Linked DNA regions of Sus scrofa: region 2 is linked to region 1. A link is a contact called in public HiChIP or PLAC-seq data. All regions are on one chromosome and are shown on one strand. The core of a region is the stretch at or near the end of the contact, and the rest is flanking DNA. Distances in the headings are between cores, read along the strand shown.

Region 1 (4,615 bases), core at 1,001-3,500:
GCTGTGGGGATGGGCGGGGCTGGCTGCGGGCACCTCTCTCAAGCCCTGGTCATTTTTCCTACACAGCTCTTCCCTCCCCCAGCCCTGTACCTGGTGAACCTTCCAGGACAGAGAGGAAGAGACCACCCCCTCCCCAGCTTGGCCCCTGCCAACTATTCCCTTCTCTGGGCATTCAGGGCTGGGAAGGCCTGGGAAGCTGGAGCGCTTGAGGCAGGGAGGGGCTCCCCCCTGCTTCCCGGCCTAAGAGTGGGTCCCAAAGCATCCCCTTCCCCTAAACCCCCTGATGGCTGAGCCCAGGTGCCCCTGTAACCCCCACCCGGCCACCACGCACCTTGGGGACGGCACCATTCTCCTCCACCAGCAGAGGCGCCCCGCTGTGGGCAGGCAGGGCCTCCCCATCGTCCCGGCAGACGCAGCAGAAAAGTGAGTGGAGGATGCCCCGACTCCGGGGCTTCTGGGAAGCTGTAGACTTCTGGTCACCTGAAGCAGGGAGGCCCAAGAGGGGGTGTGCACACTGACTGGCCTGCAGAGGTGTGCGTCTGTGCCCAGATGTGGGGCTCTGGGCTGAGGGGTTCTGGCCGTGCCCCCTTCATTCAGGGAGACACGCTAAGGTGGCATCCTGACAGTCTTGGCTCGGGGCCACCCCTCGGCTCCCCACAAGTTCTTCTAGTGTGGGTACGAAGTCACCCACATTAGACAGGGGGCTGGCTGGAGGCGGGCGCTGAGGGCACTTTCTCTTCCTAAGGCTCCATCACTGATGAGGGATCAGCCCACTGGGGACACCTCTTGACACCCACTGCTCTGTTGGGCCCCTGCCAAAGAGGGCTGGGGTCTGGGGCCCTGCGGCCCACAACAGCCCTCCGTCCCCTTCTCCGCCTCTGGAGGTCCAAAGTCCTCTCTGAGGCTGGGCCCAGAGGCAGGGAGCAGGGGCCTGGGCCAGTGTCCTGCGGTCATCTGCTGGCCCCGCCTCCTCCACCCCCGCACGGACCTCCAACCATGATCCGCCCACCCTCCAAGCGCCCCTCCACCCGGGCCCCCTGCCCCTGAGGGGTGCGAGGCCCCCCAGAGGTGGCAGGATCTTCCTAGCCTCTGAAGTCATCACCCGGACAGGGAGGAGCAGACCCCTCAGCTCAGACCCGTCAGCCCTGGGAAGCCCGGCCGAGATGGGCGGCTTCCCGGGTCGGTAGTGTGGGCATAGGCCTGGCGCCCACCGGCCTGAAGCCGGGGCACCGCGTGCACTGTCACGACGCTCGGGTCTCCCGGCGGGCGCGCTGGGGACCCTTAGAAGTGGTTACCCCTCTCTGGAGCCTCTGAGAGGCTCGGCGCCTCCACGCGGGGCGCGCAAGTTTGTGGGGAACGTGGCTGTGTGTTGGCGGGAGATGCAACCCACCCCAGTCCGCTGTCACCTCCGCGCCCCCTCCCGCCACCCGACTAGACCGCGGCCCAGAGGGGGCGGAGTCTCAGCTGGTGGCCTGAAGGCGCCCTCTTTTACCCCCCCCATCTCCCAGTCCCATTGGCGCCAACGCGGGGGTGGGGGGGGGGCGACTCTCCGGCACGGTGCACAGCCAGTCTAGGAGACCCGGAGGGCTCCCCTTCTCTACCCCTTCCTCAGTTTCCCCGACTAGAACAGACAGGAGTGCCCCAAAGGCGCCAGGCCCCGCCCCGCGCCTCAGAGCCTCCGCAAGTTCAAACACTCATCCCGCTCCCCCTCGGGTTGGAAGCTTCGGCCCCCGCCGAGGCGGGCGGCCGGGGTGGCGGTGGCGGCTGCCCGGGAAGGTCCCGGGCCCCTCCTTCCTGCGGTGCCCGGGCTGCAGCCCCCTCCGCGCGCCCCAGTACCTTTGCCCCGTAGCGGACTCCGCGCTTCCTCCTTGGTGATCTGAGTAATGACGGCCGAGCTGTCCATGGGGCCGGGCGCGCTCCGCTCCGGCCGGACTCTGGCCCGGGCGCCCGGCCTCCCCCCCGGCTCGGGCCGGAATCGGGGCGCGGGGGGGAGGGGAGGGGTGGGAGGGAGGGATCCCCGCGAGCTTCGGAGGGGAGGGGAGCCAGGTTCTAAGGGGGAGGGGGAGGGAGGGGGCGCGGAGGAAACTTTGTTACAACATGGAGTTTCCTCCCCGCGAGGCGGATGCAAACATGGAACCCGGGCGCCGTTTCAAGGCTCCCCCTTAAAAGGGCAACGGCTTCGGCGTGACCTGGACTCTGCTCGGGCTTTCAACACTTCAGGGGCCGGCGCGGCTCCGCGGGCTGGGAGGCGGGCCCGGCCGGGTTCCTGCCGCGCTCCAGGGGGCGTCGCCTCCCTTCCTGCCTCCCGCCCGCCCGCGGGGCCAAGCCTCTGCGGCTGCGTGGCAGGACCGGCAGCCGGCCCACAGTTCCCCGACTCTTGGCTGCCGGGGGCCAGGCCCCGCCCCCGCCCTGCCCTACCCTACCCTAGCCTACCCAATCGCCCACGCCCAGGAGTGCCCTAGGGCGGTGCGGCTCCTCCCCTGCACTCTCCGAGGGTCGCGGGCTGACAGCTTCTCGGTTTCCTCTTCTGGGAAATGGGAATTACACCATCTGGTCTATAAAGTGGGTCTTCTCTCCGACGGTCGTAAGGCTTATTTCGCAGGGATGTCGTGAGCGTGTAAAGGCTCTTTGCTACCTTCAGACGGCTGTGCAGATCCACACAGTTAAGCTCTTAACTGGGCTGTGACCGCGACTCACCGCAGTCTCTGGCTCCTTCCCCTAAACCCAGAGCTGTAGGGCGTGAAAATGCCAACTGCCTGCCCCGGGATTCCCTCAGCCGCCCCGCCACGTCCACTCCCCGTGCGCACTCCAGCTACCTGACTTTCCCGCCCGGAGCCAAGCGCCTCCACGCGCTTCAGGGCCTTTGTGCGTGCTGTTCCCTCTACGTGAAATGCACTTCCTCCCTCTCCGCATAGCCAAATCCCACGGACCTCGAAGAGGAAATGACACTCTCTCCAAGAGGCCTTCCTAGGTCCTCTACTCCCCAGCCGGCCACTCTGTGACTATTGAGGAAGGGGAAAATCGGACGGCGGCCCCCACGCATTGGTCAACCGTGGACTCAAGCCCTGCAGGCTCAATGCCTGACTATGGGCATCACAGTCATCAATTGTTTGGAGGACCTTGAACACACGTTCCGCCTGGGTCTGTGCAGACAGACCGGCAGGCGCGGGGCCAGCGTTTCCACGCAGATTCTTTACAAAGGAAACTCCCGTGTGGTGCGTGGTTAGGTCTGAGGGTGGTCTATCTTCTTTCTTTCTTTCTTTCTTTCTTTCTTTCTTTCTTTCTTTCTTTCTTTCTTTCTTTCTTTCTTTCTTTCTTTCTTTCTTTCTTTTTCTTTCTTTCTTTCTTTTCTTGTTTATTAAGATCCTTGCATTTGTCGTTATTACTTTTTGTTCACATTTTAAAAATACTAATATCGCCAAGCCTTGACAAACACGCCTCAGCACTTCCTTCCCCCGCGGGCCGCGGGGCGGGGCGGGGCAGGGCGGGCGCGTCCTGTCCCGTCCGGCCGCGGGGTGCGAGCGCGGCGCACGTCCTCCAGGCCCGGAGAAGGGGGGTGCGGAGGGGGCAGAGGCCCCGCGCGAGGGGCAGGACACGAGGGGAGCGGCGCTCGCCCGGAGACGTGCCAGCTTCGGGCTTGGGGACCAGGGCGAAGAAGACGTGGTCACGGGCTGTGAGCCCCGCCGCAGCTGGACTCCACGACTCCCCGTTCTGCTCTTACGCCGCCTGCACCGCTGTCATCATTGCATTTATTTAATGGCAACAACGGCCAATGTGCGGCGAGCGCTCAGTCTGGGTCCTGCTCTGGCCGGGCCCCCTAGTCTCCTTTACTCCTCAGAACAACCTCCTTCTTAACCCATTTTACAGATAAAGAAACTGAGCTCCGACAGGTGAGCGGTTTGACCCGCTCTCCAGCGAAGGCAGAGGAGGGATTCCGGGCGCCGAGCGGAGCCCCCTCCACTTCGGTCCAGCCCCGGGGCGGGGCCTCGGCTGTATCTGCGGATGCTCGGCCGGCGCTGACCCCAAAAGGAAATGTGCGGCCCAGGACTGAGTGAACCCCTGGCCCGAGGAGGGCGGCTCTTCTTCTTCCCCCTCTGTTTCTTTCTCTGTGACGGCTGGAACCTGGCCAACCGTCCCCTCGAGGTTCAGAAGAGCCGAGGCGGAGATAGGGCACTGGGCAGGACCGCTGCCCTTCTCTCGCTGTTCCCTTCACCACTCCCGCCCCTAACACGCCCCCTAGTCGTCCCCTGGTGCAGGCTTCTTTCCCAAGAGACCGTCCCTCCTCCAGACTCGGAGGCTCGTCGGGTGCATCTTCCGCTAGGGTGGGGTGGAGGCGGAGCGAGTCTGGACACCCGTGCGCGTGAAGTCGCGGGAGGGGGCGGGGACAGTGGCAGGTTGGAAGCGTTCTGTAGGGTGGGGCGGGTCCTTTGGGTTTCCTTGAGAGGAGGAGGAGTCTACCTACACCCAGCTGCCATCCCACTACCCTCCCTAACTGATGCAGCTGGGGGTGCCATACTCAAACAGTTTATCTTTATCCGATTCATCTGCTTGCACCCCAGGAGGAATGGTTATGAGGGGTGTCAGCTGAGAAACACCAGGACCCAGCCGGGTTCTG
Region 2 (4,615 bases), core at 1,333-3,832, 55 kb before region 1:
AATCTTGTCCTGAGGACAGGTATATATTCATTTTCACCATCTCAGAGTAAACTTTCCTGCATCTGTTTCCTGTCATGTGAATTAATTGCTAGTGTAATTATGTGAAGTACATTGATACATTGAGTGCTGAAAGTTACTGGCTAAGAACTGTCACTTTTTTTTTATGAAATATGTTTTGAGAATGCAAGTAAGTAATGCTCATCTTATGCCCTAAAATAGCAGCCTCTACTCCCAAATCTTTCTTCCACTTGAAATGCTCAACTTCAGCTAACTTCGATGTCTCAGTTCCAAATTTTCAGAAGTGATTGATTGGTTGACTCAGATGAACATTCCTGGTCCAGTAAGCCAAGGCTAAAGGTACAGGCAGGATCTTGTAGGCTTCAGAGCTGCCCCTTCCAGGCTATGGAAATGACTCTTTCTCCAAGAATGGAGGGGTGTGTGTGTGTGTGTGTGTGTTTAAATCAGGATCAGGATCATACTGCTTTTTGCACTTAATATATCCAGAGTTTCTTTTCCTCCTTTAATGAATATTCAGAATTTTAATGGTAAGTATTCAGTAGCAGTTCAATTAAAAATAATGACTAGGAGTTCCCCGTTGAGGCTCGGTGGTAATGAATCCAACTAATATCTATGAAGACTCAGGTTCGATCCTTGGCCTCTCTCCTTGGGTCACAGCATTGCCATGAGCTGTGGTGCAGGTCGCCAACTTGGCTTGGATCTTGTGTTGCTGTAGCTGTGGCGAAGGCCAGCCGCTACAGCTCAGATTCAACCCTGAGCCTAGGAACTTCCATATGCCATGGGTTTGGCCCCAAAATATACGTACATATATACAGACTAATTGCTGATTTAGAGTCTAAAACTAAGATGCTGTAGGCTTCATAATATTCAGAGTAAGCTTCAGAGTTCATTTGTGCTATAAAAAAGGATCTACCATTTAAATGGTTAGAATGCAGTACTGGGACAGATTTTTTTTTTTTTTTTTTTTTTTTTTTTTTTTTTTTTTTTTTTGTCTTTTTGCCATTTCTTGGGCTGCTTCCGCAGCATATGGAGGTTCCCAGGCTAGGGGTCCATTCGGAGCTGTAGCCACCAGCCTACGCCAGAGCCACAGCAACGTGGGATCCGAGCCGAGTCTGCAACCTACACCACAGCTCACGGCAACGCCAGATCCTTTAACCTACTGAGCAAGGGCAGGGACCGAACCCGCAACCTCATGGTTCCTAGTCGGGTTCGTTAACCACTGCGCCACGACGAGAACTCCTGGGACATATTTAAAAACATTTCAGTGAGTGATTTCCCGTTGTGGCTCAGCAGTTAACGAATTTGGTTAGCATCTGTGAGGACTCAAGTTTGATCCTTGGCCTCGCTCAGAGGGTTAAGGATCCAGCGTTGCTGTGAACTGTGGTATAGGTCACGACGTGGCTTGGATCTGGCGTTGCTGTGGTGTAGGCCAGCAGCTGCAGCTCCAGTTTGTCCTGTAACCTGGGAACCTTCACATGCTGTGGGGGGCAGCCCTAAAAAAGCAAAAAACATTTCATATGAAATGAATCTGTAAAGATAATTCTTATTGACAGCCAGTTAAATTCTTTTTATGAGAACTTCCTTAACTTGTTGAGATGAAAATTTTTGCTTTGGTAAAGTGTTTGGGAGGGAGGGAAGGAAGGAAGGAAGTTCCTTCTCCCCACTCTTACCTAATTAAAAACTATAGTGAGATTTTAATAATCAGAAGAAAATTATGTCCATACTGCTTATTCCAGCCAGCTGTAATCTAGAAATTGAGATTAAAAAAAAAAAAAGATTAAATTTTTTCTTACCTCCCTGGATGAATGTTTTAAATGTATTTATGGCCATATATTTATGTGGTACATGAGATGTTTATTACATATTTTGTAGCTTTTTTTGTTTTTTGCTTTTTAGGGCCACGCCAGCAGCATATGGAAGTTCCCAGGCCAGGGGTCAAATTGGAGCTACAGCTGCCCACCTACACCACAGCTCATGGCAACACCGGATCCTTAACCCACTGAGCAAGGCCAGGGATCAAACCTCATGGATTCTCATCAGGTTCATTAAACACTGAACCACGAAGGGAACTCAGCTCTTTTGATTTGGAAGATGTGCAAGGCTCATTTGATTACCCATGTGAAAACACACTAATTTGACATACAGTGTAATAAATGGGAGAATCTCAGTAATTAATCATTCTAGCCTAATTCTTACATCATTTACTCTAAGTATTATTTTTTTCCCAGTACTTGGTCATGTGTCATGACCTATGAATGTGGCTGTTTTTTCTTCTTCATCCTTAACCGTAGTTCTGACGATTGGTTAAGTCAGATCCATTACTAGATCAGAGGTTTTCTCAACGGAGGGCAGTTTTGTTCCCCAGGGGACATTTGGCACTGTCACTTTTGTTTGTTTTAGGGAGGGTGGGTTGCTACTGGCCTCTGGTAGGTAGAGGCCAGGATGTTACTAAACATTATATGTGTACAGGCAGCCCCTCTCCCCCCAGCACAAAAAAATTGTCCCACTCACAATGTCAGTAGTGTTGAGATTGAGAAATTCTGTGATCAAGACTATGTAGTAACATGAGATTGCAAGTCCTAAGCAAGTGTGTCTGAGGTTAAGATACTTACTCTCTGAACAGTAGATGTCACTCTAGTTCAGAGATTTCAGTTTGTAAGAGAAGATTTCCCAGTTATGTTATGTTTTACTTCTGCAGATCCTGCCAGTTTTACAGAGATAACTAAAGACTGTGATGAAAATAAAGAAAACAAAACTCCAGAAGGATCTCAAGGAGAGGTTGATTGGCTGCAGCAGTATGATATGGAGCGTGAGAGGGAAGAACAAGAGCTGCAGCAGGCATTGGCTCAGAGCCTTCAGGAGCAAGTAAGAGATATTTATATTGCTACTTTCTCTATACCTTTCCCAGGAAATAGCATAATAATAATAATGATAAACATTTGTTAAGCACTTACTACTTGTGTCGGGCATTGTTCCAGGTGATTTACATACAGTAAATCATTGCTCCACCAAAACACACAAACTTCTTTAGGACTTTTGCTTTGGACTTGAAACAGCACATTTTCCTTTTTTTAAGAAATCTAAGTGCAACAGTGTATTGTTGGTTACTTCCTATTACTGTAATTTATTGCATGCTAAAGCAGGAAGCGTTATCAGATCCAACTTTATTTTTTTTTTTGCAAACAGTTGAATAGTATACCATTGTGATTTTATTATTACTATGTTAAGGCACAGTATTTGTTTTGGTCATTTTCTCACAATATGAATCCCTTCCTCTGTGTGTGTGTGTGTGTGTGTGTGTGTGTGTTTAATGGCTGCACCTGCAGCGCATGGAAGTTCCTGGGTTAGGTAGGGGTTGTATCAGAGCTGCAGCTGTGACCTACACCACAGCCACAGCAACACCAGTCTAAGCCACATCTGCAACCTGTGCTGCAACTTGCGGCAATGCTGGATCCTTAACCCACTGAGTGAGGCTGGGGACCGAACCCACATCCTCACAGAGACAACATTGGGTCTTTAACCCACCAGCCACAACAGGAACTCCCCTTTCCTGTGAATTATTTTAACATAAAATTCTTAGCAGTATTATCTGAAATTTTAGATTTTAGTTGTAGACTAACATTTATCTGCTCTTCTCTTTATGTAGTAATCTATTCTTCAATTTTTAGTTCCTTTTGTTTATATTTGTCAAAGCTAGTTGGTTTGTGCTATTGCAGTCACCTGAGGTATCTGACTGAAAGGTTTTGTTTTCATGGTTGTCTAATCCTATACAATCCAAGTCATGTTAGTAATAAAATAGAAATAATAAAAATTTATCAAGCCTCCCTAGAATGAGTGCATAGTTTTAGTTTTACTAATAATCAGATTAAGAAGTCTAATGTTACTGGGACATTGGGTCTTAACTTTTAACTGCACATTATTATCATATGTGGAGCTTTTAAAAAAAGACTGATGCCTGGGTGATTCTGCCCCTCAGACATTCTGATGTAATTGATTTCAGGTGTGATCTAAGCATCCAGATTTCTTTTTCTTTTTTTTTCTTTTTTAAGTAAGGACTTTTTAAAACTTCTCCCAATGATTCTAATGTACAGCCAAGGTTGAGAACTGCCGTTTTAAAGCTATTTCAGAGCCGGCCATAAGATGAAGTTTCTTTAGTTTGGTATGTATCAGGTTATTAATTACCAAAAGAAAATCCTGGAGTTCCCTGGTGGCATAGCAGGTTAAGGATCTGGCATTGTCACTGCTGTGGCCCAGGTTAGATCCCTGGCCTGGGAGCTTCTATATGCCACAGGTGGAGCCAAAAAAGAAAAAAAAGTAAACTTTTCCACATCCCTCAAGAGGTTGTATCCCAGACATTTATAAGATTATAGAAAACATTATTAGCAAATACTTTCAGAGCAGCTAATTTTATCCTCATTAAATAAGTTTAACTAATACCTCTTTAAATACTTTAGTTTTGTTCTTATCCCTTTAGGAGGCTTGGGAACAAAAAGAAGATGATGACCTCAAAAGAGCTACAGAGTTAAGTCTTCAAGGTATGGTGTTACTTTAATTACATCTTTATATGGTGAAATGTATCGCACACAGAAGAGCATAT

The links. HiChIP or PLAC-seq counts read pairs in DNA pulled down with a chosen protein or histone mark.
Region 2: a contact with region 1 is called in an H3K27ac HiChIP or PLAC-seq map of alveolar macrophages. The contact joins the enhancer-like site here to the promoter of CTDSP1 in region 1. A contact is called at or near these places in 1 of 5 promoter capture datasets (liver), 24 of 47 Hi-C or Micro-C datasets (alveolar macrophages, blood, embryonic fibroblasts and 11 more) and 2 of 2 datasets of contacts at active chromatin or transcription factors (alveolar macrophages and skeletal muscle).

What each region holds. Positions count from the first base shown.
Region 1 is chr15:120,448,284-120,452,898 of Sscrofa11.1, reverse strand. CTDSP1 (carboxy-terminal domain RNA polymerase II polypeptide A small phosphatase 1) reads right to left here and starts at 2,250. Exons shown (of 6, transcript XM_021076473.1): 1 at 1,837-2,250; 2 at 332-480; 3 at 1. The coding sequence starts at 1,903.
Region 2 is chr15:120,503,373-120,507,987 of Sscrofa11.1, reverse strand. USP37 (ubiquitin carboxyl-terminal hydrolase 37) reads left to right here. Exons shown (of 24, transcript XM_003133658.6): 19 at 2,717-2,883; 20 at 4,493-4,553. Among named protein-coding and RNA genes, the nearest start is that of VIL1, 42 kb to the right of the region's middle. Within about 2 kb of position 2,582, at least 10 of the 83 cell types and tissues checked have an H3K27ac peak or open chromatin away from gene starts, as enhancers often do. A contact at or near this core is called in alveolar macrophages and omental adipose tissue, where this site is marked.